3 separate regions of the Rattus norvegicus genome follow, and all the other regions are linked to region 1. A link is a contact called in public Hi-C data. All regions are on one chromosome and are shown on one strand. Each heading gives the region's core, a stretch centred on a gene start, on an enhancer-like site or on the middle of the called end of the contact. The rest is flanking DNA. Distances are from core to core; before and after follow the strand shown. Region 1 holds the start of Mef2c (myocyte enhancer factor 2C). Region 2 has its middle 590 kb from the start of Trnap-ggg1. Region 3 overlaps LOC120100658 (a long non-coding RNA gene).

Region 1 (3,172 bases), core at 392-2,891:
CTTTAGCTTTTTGGGTGTGGTCCCAATATCTAGTACCTTTTCCCCTAAGTATCAATTCTTTGTTAACCTATATTTTTACTATGGAAAAGTATTCTAGAGGCTCAAACCTTAACCTAAGTATCCTTATCAGTCTCTGCTCTTGCTTCCTGTGCAGCTGAAACTCTTCAGGATAAGTGAAGTCACCCGCTATCGGTCAGGGGAGCCTAATGCATTTGGGAAGTTGTTTTTGGTTTACTTGCTAATGACCTGGATAAAGTCCAGTAAGGTGTGGAGGAGACCCTGGAGGGAAGGAGGGGGTATTCTCGAGAAAGCTGTCCCCTTGGTAAATTTGTCCAGATTGACTCGAAAGTTAATGGCCCCGGGATAAAGTCGAGATTTCAAAAACTTGTAATTATTTTATTACTAACATTGGAGGTTCCTTTCGGCTCACGTTCTAACCTAGCCCTCCTGGCTCTCAAGGCCAAAAGCTTTGTACATTCTGGGCGGGCAGGAAGCGCACGCTGGGATCGAGGCTTGCAGACATCCTGGATCGTGGCTTTTACGCGTGAGTAACGGAGGCGCGCGCGGACCGGAGCAAGGATGAGGTGGCTACTGCGAATCCAAAGGAGGGGGTGGGGGGAGTCACTAGAGCAGCTCTTAGGGTCGCGCTCCTATTGGTCAGAGGGAAGATCTCGACTTCAGAAGGACTTTCCTGTTAGCTGCCTTGCAGCCTCCCGGGGGAGCGAGCGCGCAGCAGCCCAGCGTCCCCTCCGAGCGTCCTCTTTAGCAACAGGGAGAGAGGCAGGGAGCCGCCGCTCCCCGTGTTGTCTTCCCTTTCATGCAATAAAGAATTGTCATTAGGTTTGCGTATGGCATGTGCCATTACCCCACCGTAAAACTAAAATTAGCAAAATGTCAGGAATGGAAAGATTGATTCACCAAGATGCAATTATCATTTAAAAGTGCTTGATTGAGGTACTGATGTTCAGTGATTTATTCTGCATACCATATACATAATTAAAGTAGTGTAGTGGAGTAATTTATCAATCTAGTTGAGACTGGAGGGGTGAGGAGGGAGCTGCAGTATGTTTGTTTTATTAAAATGCTGCGAGGTTCTAGTCCCGCCCCCCTTTTGCAAGAGTGAAACTGATGATTTCCCCAGCTCGAGAGGAGAGTCAACGGTTTGGGCTGGTAGGGATAGAAAAACGGAAAGGAAAAGGCAGCGCCAGGAAAAGGCAAGAATAAAATGAATTGGGGGACGGGGGGAGCACTGGCGCGTACGTGCTGCTTAGAACCCCCGTGTGCTCAGTCTTGCTTGCCGCCCCCGCGTCCCCTCCCAGTATCCTTACATTCCCCCCCACCCCCCCCACCCCCCCCCCCCGCTCTTTCACAGGACGTATCTAAGGCTGGGAGCTGCTCTCCTTTTCCCATTCGTCTCCTGTCACTTCCTTCCTGGACGCAGTTTTCTGGACAAGTCTGGCTACTTTTAATCCCACCGGCCACAGAGAGCCACTTTCTCCTCCTCTTCCACCTCCTCCTTCTCTTCCTCCACCTTCCTCCTCCTCCTCTTTCTCCTCCTCTTCCAGCGGCTTCGGTGCGCGCGCGAATGCGCAATCCCGCGCGCGCCCTCCCCTTCCCCCCCCCTCGAGTGCGCACACACGCACACTTCGTCTCCAGCTCTCAGCTCACTCGCCTCGCAGTCACAGACACTTGAGCACACGCGTACACCCAGACATCTTCGGGCTGCTATTGGATTGACTTTGAAGGTTCTGTGTGGGTCGCCGTGCCTGCAGCTTTGAATCAGGTGGAGAAGTACTTCAAGGCTGGACGAAGTAAAGATTATTGTTATTTTTTTTTCTTTCTCTTCCTCTCTTTTAAGAAAGGAAAATATTCCAAGGACTAATCTGGTCGGGTCTTCCTTCATGTAAGTACCTCTGACATTTCACCAAAAGAATAGAAATAGTCTGTGTATTGTCTCTGAAATCTGCACGGATCTCTTCCAGACACCGGGTCTATCCAACTCCTTTCTGGAAGGCTTAAGTTAAGGCTTGTTGTGCATTCTTTTCTTTAGATTCTACGATTTCCTTGTGTGTGGCTGAAAGTAACTTTTTAGATGGTAGCATCGGTTTGCCATCTGCTATTGAAATCACATCTGACTGTTCCTGTCACATCAGTTTGTTTAAAGTTTCAAGAAGTTAGTTCACGTCATTAGCGTGTTCAGTAGGGTGGAGAATGTGGATCTTGGTGGATTTTACTATTTCACAGACTGTTCTGTGACCTTGAAGTAGCTGTCTTAAAATTTAGCTGTTAGTTCACTATGGAAAGATGTTCCTATGAGTTGCCCCCAAAGACTGATTTGCCCTGGGTTTAGATTCTGAACCACTAGTCCTTGGAATGACTTTAAGCTACAGCAGGGCTGCCTGCCAGAGTCCACCTTTTGTGCATCCTCTTCTTTCACCAAAGTGCATGCTTGTGAGAGTTTAATTGGTGGGGACCAGAAGCAGTTGCCCTGGCCATGGGAGCCCGTGCACTGCACAGTTCATGTTTGTATTCCAGCATGTGCATTGTTGTTTAGATCAAGGGAAATATTAAGCCACTTAAAAACAAACAAGGCTAAGTCACTTAGCCCGCCTTCTGTTTGGACTTTGGATGAAAGTTACGAAACTAAGTGACAAAGTTGGCCATAAAGAAAGTCTATAGAGATGGGACACATTTCTTATTGTATTATTGCGTATTATGCAAGTGCTTGAGTGCAACGCTAATGTGATTTCCTTTCCAGAACAAGGCTACCAATTCTTAAGGAAAATGTTCTATCTGAGCCATTTTGAACTGTTCTAGATGCTATAGTTATGAACCTTTTCCCTCACATTTTTGAAATGGATGTCTTCTGTATGAAATACTTGGTATGTAAATGCTGACAGTGTATGTAGAATCAGGCTCTTTGCCAATTCTTTAACTGGTCCTCGGAGGAGAATTGCTTTGACACAAAGTGCATTTTACTATTGTTAATGTGATAGTAACTCTAACGGTAACTGCCTTATGAAATCTGTAGTGACTGTATGTGTTCTCTAAGTGCTGTAAAGAAAACTCTAGTTGCCTTTCCACGCCTTTCCAGAAGAGTGACCCAGCTCCCTTCCACTGGCACCTTGCAATGGAATTGTGTTGCAGAGTAAAAATGTTTGTGTGGTGCATA
Region 2 (3,172 bases), core at 217-2,716, 740 kb before region 1:
AAGCCAAAATATTGCATGAAAGTTTAACATTTCCTCTTTGTATCTTTCTGGTTGAAAAAAAATAAAAGGAATTTACAAGTGATGAGTGGTTTTAAAATTGTATTTTGTCTCTGTTTGGATCATTCCAGTAGACACTATGTTTTTCTCCTAAACAAGTCTGTAAGTGTGATATTATATTGTAGTTGATTCTGAGAAAAGTATGAACAGACGTAATTATGTCATTGGTGAGAATAATAAAACGGATAGATGTCCATCGCTAAGTGATTAGAGTCATTTGTAAGCATGTGATGACAAGGTATGCCAGGTAATTCAAACATGAATACACATTAATACACATCTGTCAAACTATAAATGTTGGCTTTTCATTCAAGAAACCAATTTGAGAAAGAAAAACACTGAGAATTTCTCAAAATTACAGTAGATGACGACAAGTAAGAAAAATATATTTCAAGTCCTCTGTAAGCACCTGAAACTTTACTACGGATCTCCACGCGTCAAGCTGGTGAAGAGTTGTTGCCGGACGCTTTGACAATGAAAGTGGAAACGAAAGTTACAACTGTCCTTATATTTCATTAGCAGCAAGTAATAAGGCCTTGAAATGGAGTTAATATAACGAAGAAGAGGGGAAAATACAATTTGACAACAGGAAGGAAGGATTAGGTATGAATGGCCAATCACAATTCGGGAACCAACCAGAAGGAAGAGAAGATCTGATGGCTTTTGTCTCTTGTTGGCCACTGCCTTTTCATCCTACTGATTTCCAGGATATCTATATAAACATGCCCGAACTGACAAATCCCTTTCCCTTCAAAACTCACTTCAGGCAACTGCAAGCAAGGAAGCAAGTAAACAAGAAAACAACAGCAAAAATACACCTTCTTCTTTCCGAGACCAATTTCCGGAGGTGCTTCTGCACCAGAACAGCTGCTAGAAGGGGTTCGGCTTGTAAACAGCGAGATTTGGTTGTTACTGCTGTTGTTTGATTATAGTGAGTTGCCCACAAACCTAACGTCTGAGCAATACGGCGGGCGCAAAAGCTTTCCAGTTTATTTACTGTGTTATTTCTGCCTCTCTGTTAGAAACTCAGAGCTTCTGCTTTTTCCAAAACTGTCCTTGGATTGACATGGGCCTTGTTACGGCTGTGAGGTTTGGTTTCAAAGTGGGAACTGGGCTTGTAAGAGGGTAGTCACTTCCACTCATGACTACAGCTGCTTACATGTGACAAATGCCATTTTCATCGTGGGTTTTATTACCTCAAGTCACTAGGTGCTGTTGGAACAAATGCTTGTCATTAACAGTCTGATCCTTGAATATGTCATATTTTGCTTCGGGTATTTGGGTTATTGTAACAGCTGTTTGTAAACAGTTTAAAGTCCACATTAGCAACCGAATGCTTAGGGATATTTTGGCCCAAATATCTGCCCTCTGAACCAAGTGAAGAATGCAGCATGGATGCCGAGGACACTTAAGCAGCAGATTTAAATAGCAACCTGGATCAACTTCCTCGGCTGAGTAAGTCTTCAGGCATTTTCAGTCCCTGACTCCATTTGGGCCAATGTTCTTTGATCAGTTAGTCTAAGAAAATTCATGGGTTCTCAGATTGAAAATTAAAAAAAAAGGAAGAAGAATTAAAAGACTAGCAGGTATTTGATGAGATTCGGACTGGCAAGGTTCCACTAAATATCAAACATGTCCTCATTGATTGTTCAAGTTGCCAGTACCAAAGCGCAATCGCTTCCTTCAGAAACAGAGACATGAACAGCTTTCGAATTCGTCATTCTCTGAACGCTTTCATTCTGAAAATACCCCATGCTATTTTATGTAGTGGTAATGAGCTAGATATTTCTAGTGCTTGCCTGGGTAAGCAGTCACGAGGCCGGTGTGATAAATAAATAGAGTACATCGCTCTGATAATAGCAGCTCTCATTGAAGGATGTGAATGTGCCTTGCAAGGGGAAAAGGCAATATAGAATCCCTAGAAAGGCTTTTATTAGCAGAAATGTAATACAACAATTTTAAAGGGAAGTTAGGCAGAGCACAGAAGCTCTGACATTGTGTTTCTAGTATGAATTGTAATTTGAGACATCTGGCCTCTCAACCCAAGCCGTTGGAAAAATTTCAATTTAAAACATTTTAAACGTTTTAAAGAAAATCATTTGGCCTTAGGATTTCTAGATCTAGTCAACTCACATAACCACCAGCAAGGTGTACCATTCACTGCTGAATAAACCCAGAGAAACGACTAAAATTTTACTGGAAGCAAGATGCTTCAAGTCATTCTCTAAGTCTTCTGTTTATTCTTTACGGAATAATTACTTGTGTTTCATCCATTGTCTCCAAAGTTAAAGACATTTCTAATTAGAGTAATTATAAATACGATGACTAATTGCTATTTTTATGTACAATGATTATAGTAAAAGATAAAATATCTCAGATTTATTTCTCAAAGATTCTTTTTCTTAGGACAATCAATATTTTAAATATTTGGGTCATAATTAAAATTAGGACTAAATTGGCAAGGTAAGGTGTTTTGGGTTCATGCTGAGTCACAAAACTCAGTCAAATTTCAAAGGGTAGTGGAGGTTTGACAGCATGTAGTCTAGAGGTGTGCCCGCACTCTGAAGATGCATGTAAGCTTATGATGACGTTCTTGTAGTGGAATATTTTAGGGACATTTCAATGTGTTTTAGTCTCAACATATATTTGAGCATACACAACTATACAAACACATGTACACGCACATGCAGACCACATGCGCACACACACACACACACACACAGAGAGAGAGAGAGAGAGAGAGAGAGAGAGAGAGAGAGAGAGAGAGAGAGGGAGGGAGAAAACGTTCCCCCTCCTCCCACATACTTCTCACTCAATAGAGAATAATCTTAAAATGAAACTGGTAGAGCTATAGTTCCCTCTTTGTGAGTGTGATGGTTGTGAGGGCTTTTACATTATTCACATGCTTGTTGAAATAAAGCTAGCCCTGTCTTGAGCCATGCATTCTGAATTTACTTATGCAATCAGAACTGGGGTGGGAACCTAGGAACAGTTCTTGGGGGTCTTTTGACTTTATTTTGACATGAAAGTTCCTTGTAGGTCAGACCCTGTTTACGTTGGGAGAAAAGTGATTGTTATCCTATTATCTCCAGCATCTCTTCATAGGATTCTGGTA
Region 3 (3,172 bases), core at 437-2,936, 520 kb before region 1:
TTTGTGTCCTGTGTAATCCTTTCCCCTCCTCACAACAGCTGTAACACTACTTAGCGCCGATTAGTCTAATGCTATTCACAACTAAGACTTCCCTCTTAGAGAAGTTTCCTCTTAGAGAAGCACTAGAGGGGGCCCAAGTGCAAGTCAATGTGGGGTGCTCCATCAGCCTAACCAACAGCTATCCCCTCCTCACTGGTCAAATCCAACACTCAATCAGACCGCCAACCAACCTAAAAGAGTAATCTACTCTATGCAAGTGGTTCTAGTTTGACACTTTTAGAAAATACAAATATGTCACTGAAAGAGGATGTGCTGCTTTGACCACTCTCAAGCAATAGTCAGGGGTTCATGACATGTAGCAATTTGTAATTTTGCTGAGGCATGAAATTGAATTACATGTGGCCAGCAACCAGTCTTTTGCAAGGATCCTTTAGCTGGAGTGTGCCTAGATGGCTGCTCCACATATCTTCTCAGAGAAGTTTATATATTTTTTGCTTCTGGACAAATTACTACATGGTTACTCTGATGACATGATAAAAGCTACTTTCTTTGTAAGGAAAAACATCCCTACAAATAAGGTTAGCTGCTAGTGCTGGTGATGAAAGTGAAGTAGCAACAAAATAACTCAAGAAAAAAGGAAAAACGAGAGCAAAACAAACAAAGAAACAACAACAACAAGTCCAGTCAAGGAAATGCTTTGCCCAGACCCGTACATGCTGATCATCAAATAGTCACAGACTTTGGACTGGGTTGTCACTTGTGAATATTGGGAGGAAATCTTATCTTCATAAACATTTAGAGAACAGCATTGCTTTGTGATACTTAGCTTCTTATAGCTCTTATCTCTAGATCAGCACAGATGTGAATATTATTTCAATTGCCTTTTATGATCGGGACATTTGTTTTACTAAATTATCACTACACACAATATCACTACAGAATGTGCACTTCTATCATACAAGATTTGAAATGCTAGCTCGAGCTATATATTATTCATTTCTTTCTTCATGTGTTTATTTGTATACTGTTAAATGAACTAAAATACAGTTAAGAATCTGAAAAAATGCACCTCCTTTACTTGGATAGTATATAGTATGGACCTAGGATAAATCAGTCCCATAGGGAAGTGGATTTAATGCATTTTCTCAAGTTAGCTTAAACATTTTTCTAAGCTGATTAAGTTTGGCAATAGTTTCCAAAGCCTAGAACATTGTGACTATACCATGTCACACAGTGATGAGTGGCATGTCTTGGCCACCTGTCCCCTGTGAAGATCAAGGACCCTCCTTTTAGCTTATGACAGCTGCTGTTTTCCATGCCTCTGTTTTTCCTGCTGGTGGCTGTGCGTCCCTCCGTCCAGGTCTACCAGGCTCAAGTTGCTATTTGTGGCACTCATCCTTGCTATTTTTACATTGCATGGACCGTCTTCTCCCTTCTCAAGTAATAAAAATATTGTTCATAATAAAAATTGGAAATCAGATGCTTGACTTCTTGAATCCAAACCCTTCTCTCTTCCTGGATAAGCAATAAAACAAGGAGAGAGATGTAGAAAACAGAAGCAGGCAGAAAACAAGCTCCTTATCTCTTAAACTTTGCAAAATGCTTTTGAAAATGGAATCCTTCATATTTTTAAAACCCTTCCACCCATTAGCCTCAACACTACACACTGCTGCTATACTTACACCTCACTCGTTATGTATTTACTTTTTATATAACTAAGCAGCACCCTGTCATAAATGAAATATTCATGCAAAAAAACCTGCTCAAAATGCATTTATAAAAAGAACATATAAAAACTACCATCTGCTCCCACTCCTAGCAAGCCCTTAGATACCCAAGTGTAAGCCCTCTGATTCTACAAAAGGTAACACAACCAAGTATCCATGATGTATTCCTGAAAGCCCAAACTTCAGACTTTGGATTAAGATATATCTAGGAGCCCCACTCATCAAAATTCAAAATGCTTAGATCAACATTGATGGGCTTAGACGCTGCACATAATGAATGCATGTGCTAGCATATTGTAATGGGTAGTCTTACCCGGTCATATTGTGCTGAAACGAGCTAAAGCTCTTCTGGGAAGTTGTGAAAGCATTTTGTAGTCAATTGATACCACACTACTTTATAATAAGCCTTTCCTTAAAGTAAGTTGTCCAGACATCCAAGCTAGAGTGTTGGCACTTGGGTTCCTATTGTTTCAGAGTCAGTTCAGAAAGCTAAGCATTATTTGACCATACTTTGTGTGTTTCACTGTTCATACATGGAGTATCACCCCTGCTACATAGAAGTTATATTTGAGATTTTGAACAACAGAATTTTTCTCAATGGCCAATTATTAATAGAAAAATTCTATAGACAGTTTGAAAGAAATTATCCCCTTCCCTTCCTGTCCCTAATTTCCTAGCATTAAGTGCTTTCCATTCTAAATTCTCCAGTCTACTCTCTATATACATGTAGTCAACCAGCCATGGATTAAAGTATTTTTAAGACTGCATCTGTACAAATTGATTTTTTATCTGAAAAATACAGGCAACTATCTATATAGTATTTACATCATATTAGATACGATGGTTAGATGTGAAGAATATGCTCAGTCACGTTTACATATCGGTGTGGTGGTTGGAATATGTTTAACCCAGGGAGGGCACTATACAAGGTGTGCTCTTGTTGTAGGAAGTATGTCACTCTGGGCATTGGATTTAAGAACTTTGTCCTAGCTTCGTGGAAGTCAGTCTTGTGTTTGCTTTTGGAATGAGACGTAGAACTCTCAGGTCCTCCTGCCTGAACAGTGTGGGAACCTTGATAACTGATTCTCTGAACCTGGGAGCCAGCTCCAATTAAATGTTGTCCTTATAAGCGTTGCCTTGATCATGGTGTCTGTTCACCCTAACTGAGACAATTAGGGATTTGGTCAGCACACGGCTTAGTTATCCAAAGCAGACTGTGGGTCATGTTCACCCTTATGTTTTCTTTCTGAGTTGGTTAAGAATGAAGAGTGTCAGAATTAAAGACAACAACAACAGCATCAACAAAAAGCAAACACTGTTACATGTCAACAAAAACAAGACAACAGTCATACAACCAAGATAGGGCAAATATTTCTTTACTAGCAAAAGCTATCTAAAGCCAGACACTCCAGAATGAAGTGGGGGGCGTATCAGGGTCACCTGGA

What was found. Hi-C and Micro-C count contacts between places; a contact is called where the count stands out from the background.
Region 2: a Hi-C map of frontal cortex shows a contact between it and region 1, with 2.7 times the contacts expected there. The contact joins the enhancer-like site here to the promoter of Mef2c in region 1. A contact is called at or near these places in 2 of 12 Hi-C or Micro-C datasets (Schwann cells and frontal cortex).
Region 3: a contact with region 1 is called in a Hi-C map of frontal cortex, with 2.0 times the contacts expected there. The contact joins the enhancer-like site here to the promoter of Mef2c in region 1.

What each region holds. Positions count from the first base shown.
Region 1 is chr2:15,727,374-15,730,545 of GRCr8, forward strand. It overlaps Mef2c (myocyte enhancer factor 2C), which reads left to right and starts at 1,642. Exons shown (of 11, transcript NM_001399397.1): 1 at 1,642-1,903.
Region 2 is chr2:14,984,210-14,987,381 of GRCr8, forward strand. No RefSeq gene overlaps it. Among named protein-coding and RNA genes, the nearest start is that of Trnap-ggg1, 590 kb to the left of the region's middle. Within about 2 kb of position 1,467, at least 11 of the 93 cell types and tissues checked have an H3K27ac peak or open chromatin away from gene starts, as enhancers often do.
Region 3 is chr2:15,202,970-15,206,141 of GRCr8, forward strand. The region is part of intron 2 of LOC120100658 (a long non-coding RNA gene); the gene reads right to left. Among named protein-coding and RNA genes, the nearest start is that of Mef2c, 520 kb to the right of the region's middle. Within about 2 kb of position 1,687, at least 5 of the 93 cell types and tissues checked have an H3K27ac peak or open chromatin away from gene starts, as enhancers often do.